Regions from separate parts of the Mus musculus genome. Here region 2 is linked to region 1. A link is a contact called in public HiChIP or PLAC-seq data. All regions are on one chromosome and are shown on one strand. Each heading gives the region's core, a stretch centred on a gene start, on an enhancer-like site or on the middle of the called end of the contact. The rest is flanking DNA. Distances are from core to core; before and after follow the strand shown.

The links. HiChIP or PLAC-seq counts read pairs in DNA pulled down with a chosen protein or histone mark.
Region 2: an H3K27ac HiChIP or PLAC-seq map of stem cell-derived neural progenitor cells shows a contact between it and region 1, with 4 times the contacts expected there. The contact joins the promoter of Sh3rf3 here to the enhancer-like site in region 1. A contact is called at or near these places in 2 of 39 promoter capture datasets (the 3T3-L1 cell line and the SN4741 cell line), 1 of 15 datasets of contacts at CTCF or cohesin (the NIH/3T3 cell line), 1 of 484 Hi-C or Micro-C datasets (stem cell-derived neural progenitor cells) and 1 of 115 datasets of contacts at active chromatin or transcription factors (stem cell-derived neural progenitor cells).

The regions. Positions count from the first base shown.
Region 1 is chr10:58,599,118-58,602,523 of GRCm38.p6, forward strand. Edar (ectodysplasin-A receptor) reads right to left here. Exons shown (of 12, transcript NM_010100.3): 12 at 1,671-3,406. Among named protein-coding and RNA genes, the nearest start is that of Edar, 75 kb to the right of the region's middle. Within about 2 kb of position 2,069, at least 72 of the 459 cell types and tissues checked have an H3K27ac peak or open chromatin away from gene starts, as enhancers often do. A contact at or near this core is called in stem cell-derived neural progenitor cells, where this site is marked.
Region 2 is chr10:58,811,438-58,814,627 of GRCm38.p6, forward strand. It overlaps Sh3rf3 (SH3 domain containing ring finger 3), which reads left to right and starts at 1,922. Exons shown (of 10, transcript NM_172788.3): 1 at 1,922-2,689. The coding sequence starts at 2,138.

The sequences.
Region 1 (3,406 bases), core at 819-3,318:
TCACTGAAGTTTGAATTGCAAATGAATGTTTGGTTTGTTATTAGAGGTCAGGGTAGTTGACGGCAGCTATCTCTAGCATTTGGAAAATGAATTTAAAGACCAAAGTAGGAGCCATGTACCTTTCATGCAGTGGTTGCCATGATCTTGGGCCAAAGAGCCTAGAGACAGAGCCTTGCATAAAAGGGCTACAATTTATTTGTGGAGCTCAAGAATCTGTGTGCTAAGAGTCCAGCCAACTTCTTCTTTCCTTCTACACCGAAACTAATTCTCCTTGTAGTCTTATGGTAATCTTTGTTAACCAAATACTACATAGAAAACTTTGCAGTGAATTTATTGGTTTTCATAGCCTGAAAGAGCCGCTAACAGTGCTGTGAGTATAGTGAACATTTATTGACCATTCCATGTCAGAGGAAGTGCTTTGTATTGATTACTTAATTCATACAGCAATCCCCCAAAACTGTATTATTATTGTCCTGTGTACAGAGAAAAAACTGAGGCATAGAGAAGAAGCTTGCCATTGCTGTCAGAAGAGGAACATGGTCCCTAATTAAAGATAACCCTTGCCAGTGATGCCAGCCAGCAAGATGCACACAGGGGCACCAGCACATAGGAACGCCAACAGGATATACCAGGAATACCAAAAACACAGAAGCATCAGAACACAGGAGCACCAGCACACAGGACCACCAGCAACCTGAATCCTTAGAACCTTGAGATGTTTGTAGGACATGTGATGTAATATGTTCAGGGTGACCATCAGGCAAATAGGTTTAACCATCTCTTCCCTTTATAACCTTCTTACCTTCACACAAGGATTTTAGAACTTAATGCCATTAAGGGAAACAAAAAATCCTGATATTCTGGAGCATTCAGACCCCAGACCAGTTTTGTACCTTTACACTGAGCCATTCTCCAACTCTGAGTACCCAGAGGATGTCTACAGCTCAACTGTGGCTGTTCTGCGTTGGTGGCCAATCAACACAGTCTTACTTCCCATGCTCTTTGTTATTCTGTCCCTCCTCCTGCACTGGGGGTAGTCTCTCCTTTCTTACTCTTGTCTCTGGGTCTGGACAATTGATTTGCTTTGCCAGTAGGATAAGCCAGAAATGACAGGAAGCCAGTTCTGAGGCCAAGGCTTCAGATAGCCTTCATCCTGCTCTCGGCTTCTGGGCTTGCCATGATGAGCTTCATGCCAGCTCAGGCTCTTCGGCTGCTTTGTGGAAGAGGATGAAGATGAAAGATGATGGAGAGGATGAAGGACGATGGAGAGGATGAAGGATGATGGAGCAGAGCTGCCCTTCTCGAGGTTGTCCAGCAGGCAGAGGCCTGGTCACAGTCTGGGCAAGCTGACCCCACTGGCCCTTACTGACTCCAAAGCTAGACTGAGAAGTGACTGTGCTCCAAGACACTGAATTTGGGACAGCGACAGAGTGAGTTTGTAACTGATGGTGGCAAGGTGGAAAAGAGTGCCCCATGTGGTCTTCATGTTCCCCATACATGTCTGCCCCTGTTAGCGAATACCTCCCTGCTTTAACATGTTACCTACCTCATTTATGGATGGCCACAACCCCATAGTCTCATCATACACAGTACATCAACCAGTGACATTCATTCACTTCCACTCATACTGCCACACTCATAAGAGTTCACAGGGCGCCAGTCTGTAGGTCTCCTTTTTATCAATATGTTTATTGAGCTTATAAAAATATAATAAGTTACATAAACAGAATTATATAAAATATTCACAATTAAGACTTCACTGGCTCAGGCCCTCAGACCTAGCTTGGGTGTTTACTAAATACCTTTAAGTACTGAAAAAATAATAACAGTCTCCAGACAAACATGGCAGCGTGGAGTTCCAGCATTGGTCAGCAAGAGTCACTGTGGTCTTGTTGGTTGGCAAAGCACACTGAAGCCAACCAACCCTTCCAGGATTTATTGCCATGTAAAGTAAATGACAAGGGACTGGCTCCCCTAAAGCAGCAAGCAGGGAGTCAAGGAAACAACAAGGATGCTGGCTGCCTCAGGCCTTGAAACCTAGTAGTGTGAATGGAGGGCAGCCCACACCGCTGGCTGCAGCTGCCCATTCTTCAGCACAATGACAGTTGGAGAAGAGCCTGCTGTCCTCGACCTGCTCACTCATCACGCATGACATTTACAAGTCTAATTAAGGGGAATCGCAGCGTCATTATGGAAGACCAGGGGTAAGGGACACTGCAGGGTCTCAGGAATTAAAAGGACAATTAAGCAGACATTTAACTTGCAAAATGGAGTAAATGCCTTCTTTAAAAAAAAAAAAAAAAACACTGCACAGACAGACACAGGAAAATGATCATATTAAAAATTCAGGACCTAATTATGGTCCTCTCACAGTATGGTCTATATTCAGTGGTGGGAAATGGCTTGATGGTTTTAAACACACCACTGATTGCTCTCCAAAGCCTTTGTTCAGTCATAGGCCTTGTAAAACAAAAAAACCCAACCGCCTTCTAAACCAGAGGCTTTACTGAAAGGAAGCATTCTCTGCAGTCAGCGCTCTGGGAGGGAGCCCAGCAGCCAGCTTGGCATTAACCCCCTGCCGGGGAAGTTTCCTTGGCTCCCATTTCCTGGCAGTTACAGGTGCAGTAAGAGAATATGCCAAGAGCAATGGCTGTTTATAAGCCCTGTAAACGCTCAGTCCTACAGTTGCCCTTATATGAGAATGGCGGCTGCGTTTCCCTTGACTCTCATTTTTTGTGGCCACCCACACTGTATTTACCCCATGGAGGCTCCTCTGGCCTCTTCTCTTCTGCCTCCGTGTTCTTTCACTCACCCTTTCGCTCACTGGAGCCTCAACATTCCTGACTACAGATGTGAAGACCAACCTCTCTCAGCTAAGAGAAGCTAAGTCTGGAGGAGACAGACACTTTGAATGACTCTCCCAGTGCCCAGGACCTCAGACCCCAGCTCTGTACTGCGTCTCGGGCTGCACCACCCCTCACTGGCTCAGGATGTTGTGCCTGAACTCACTCGAGCCTCACCCAGGAATCAGGCATGGTCAAACTCTGAGCAAGTCACCATTTCCTTCTCTAGATAGGACGCACGTCCCTTTGAAGCAAGACAAGCCTGACATTGTAACTGCTGTGGCTGCGAGTGGTGCTGGAGGCCAGATCTGCCCACACTTGTGACTGGACAGACACACGCCTTGTATGTCAGTGACACATGGTGAGTTCTTCCACTAGTGACTGCAAGGCTTATACCATGGTGTGTGACTGCAAACACAGGTCGAGTTACCTCTGAAACCATAGGGCATGCCAGCAAACCATGCTCTGTCTGAGGCCATGAAGGATGTGGGATGCCTGTACTTTGTAACCGTTTTACTAAAACCTTGAAGTTATTTTCTTCATTAGGATGTTCCCACTTTCAA
Region 2 (3,190 bases), core at 672-3,171, 210 kb after region 1:
CATCCAAAAGCACTCAGGCTATATCATCATGGACAGCAACTTTGTTCTTTGTTCTTTGCACACACACCCTTTCCCGGGTCCTGATCACCACTCATAAATCAGGCATTCTGGACCCTCTCACAATTCCCCTTGGGTGTTCCTGAGCAAAAGTCACTCACCTCCCTACCCCCTTCATAACAGACAATAGACAGACATAGGCAATAATAGACATAGACAGACAATTCTATCTTATACCCTTGCCAATACTTGTGTAAATGATACAGAGATCGGCTGGGACAACTCTATGCTCCTGGGAATTTCCAGAGACTAGCAGTCTGATAGGAACTCAGGATATCTGGAATTGGGGTGCTAAATACTGCATTCAAATCATCACTGGATGAGATCAAGTCACTCTTTCGATCATTCAATGGATATTTACTAAACACGCCGTGTGGAAGATACTACTACACTGTAAGGGACACGTGGCTTATAGGCAACCGCTCTGCTACCATGTGGTCTTTTTGCATTTGGGTTCTGTGGTCACAAAAACCACATTTAATAAAATGGCTTCATAATAATGAGAATCAATTTCCTTACCCGTGTAATGAAGTTAAAGCAATTATTTCACAGGGTTGTTTAAGAGCATTAAAACAATGCAGATATTATGTTGGCATTTAAGTATCAGCAAAATTTTTTTCTCCCTAAAAACGAAGAAAAGTGACATTCAGCTTCACAAACAACAGGGCAGCCCAACCGGCAGGAGGGGCATCCACACCACTTTGGATGCTTGCCCTGGCATCTCCCAGCTGTGCATCATCCAGCTTTCTGGACCTTTGCCTGTGCGGGGCTCGAGAGCGTTGGGAACACGAGGGGCCCACCAGGGGGCAGCACACGGTAAGAAATCTTGTACACCGACCGCAGCCCACCGCCAAACTTCCCTGCTGCTCCAGGTCCTCGTACGTACTTCCGTCGCTCTGACGCTCCCAGAACCCCGGGCATCGGGAAGGAGCGCACATTCCCCCTCTTTTGAGCCTCCCGAGGAATATTTGGAGCTGGGTTCATCAGAGCTCACCAGAGCGGGCGCTGGAGTCTTTCACCGCGCCGCCAGGGGCGCGGCGCTCGGCCAGGGTGTGCTGGCGCGTGGGCGGCGGCGTCAGTCACACATCAGTGATTCTGGAGAGGGCAGCCGGCTTCCCGAAGGAGTAGTCGCGGCCCCGGCAGCCCCCGACCCGGCCATCTCCAGCGACTTCCCTTCTCGCCTCAAGGGACACCCCCGCACCTATACCCACAGCTGTCACTTGGGCATGCTGGCAGGAGAGGGGACACAAGCAAGAGTGCTCCCTGGAGTCGTCCAGAAGGATGCCTGGGTGTCTGATGCGTCCTCCGGCTGCTCTCCAGCGCTGGCTAAGAAAGCAGTCGGGATGATGCTCCCAAACTTTCCTTCGCGGAGGCGTTGAGAAGAAACGTCCCTTCCTGAAGCTCGCGGAGAATCCAGAGTCTGGCGTCCAGAGGGGACAGGGCCAAGCCTGCGCAGGGGAAGTTCTCCGGAGCCCCGGAGGTGGCCTAAAGGGAGAAGCTCCAAGGCAGGAGAGGTGTCCGTTTCCCAACACCCCCGCAGTGACTGTGACCTCTGCGCGTCCCCCGCACATGGTCCCGCGACCCAGGGACGAGATCCGGCTGAGCTAGTTGAGCAAGGCGGCGGTGCTCTGGCAGCCCGAGGGCGCATGGAGGCGCCGAGGGGGGCGGTGCGGCTCGCCTGCGGCGCGGGGGAGCGTGCACGCCGCGCCCCGGTCTCCCTGGGGACCTGGCCGGCCTCTCCCTGCACTCCCCGCTGCTGGGCTCCCGGGCGCGGGCGGCGCGGCAGCACAGGTGTTGCCCGCAGCGGCGGTGCGCGCGCGTAGGCTGATTGGGCTCGGCTGGCTGGAGTTGCCTCGGGGCTCCGGAACTCCGGTGCCTGCCTCGCGGGCAGGCTCGGCGTGTCACTTTGCAAATCGTGGAGGCTAGTGCCTCGGGCTGTCAGCACGCGCCGCGCGGGGACCGAACCCTGTTTATTGACGGCGACTGCCCGGGCTAGGCGCAAATGCCCGCTCTCCTCGGCGGGCCGGGCTCTGGCTGCTAGACTTAGGCGGCTCGCTGGGCCCGCGCTGGCGCCTCCCCCATGCTGCTTGGGGCGTCCTGGCTGTGCGCGTCCAAGGCGGCGGCCACCGCAGCTCGGGGCGAGGGCGAGGACAGGCAGGGTGAGCAGCAGAGGGGGGCCCAGGCGAGGACTGAAGAGGATATGGACGAATCATCGCTGCTGGATTTGCTGGAATGCTCTGTGTGCCTGGAGCGCCTGGACACTACGGCCAAGGTGTTGCCATGCCAGCACACCTTCTGCCGACGCTGTCTGGAGAGCATCGTGTGCTCGCGCCACGAACTACGTTGTCCCGAGTGCCGCATCCTGGTGGGCTGCGGTGTGGACGAGCTGCCCGCCAACATACTGCTAGTGCGCCTGCTGGATGGCATCCGCCAGAGGCCCCGCACGGGTGCCAGCCCGGGGAGCAGCCCTCCCGCGCGCCCGGGCCCCGGTACGTTCTCAGCGCTCGCTGGTGGCGCTGGAGGGGCGACAGGCAGTCCCCCGTGTTCTCCGGTCTTTCTCTCAGCGGCCGCAGGCAGCTCTACCTCCAGTTTGTGCGACGTGGCGACTAATAGGAGTGTGCCAGTGGCTAAGGTAAGAATGTATCCCAGTGACATGGCGCCACTGTGTGGGAATGTGTAAGCTTGTCCGCACGTGTATGTGCAAGTAGTTTGTGATTAGAAGTAGAGGGACTAGCCGTGGATCCCCGTGGCCCACTCGTTTGTTTTATTCTTCTTTAACAACTTCTCTGTTTCCCAGGGACTCTGCCTAGCTGTCAGTTCCTACTTTACCAGTTCTTGACTACATCCCATCACATACATTCCTCTGCCCCACATCCTTACTTCAAACTTCTTGTGGGCACCTTAAGTCGCTTTCCAAGCTCAGTCCTTACATCTTCTCCCCCAAACCTGTTCATATGTGAGGCAGAACCCATCCTCTCATTAGGTGGACATGCCATCTGTCCTGCCGTTCTCTACCACTTCCATTTTGACTAGGCTGGCCGGTCCTGTATGTCTGTCTGTTGATCCATACATCCATCCACTCATCTATCTTTAACTTTGATCACCCCTCCAATTCTCCAGAAACAACCATCTT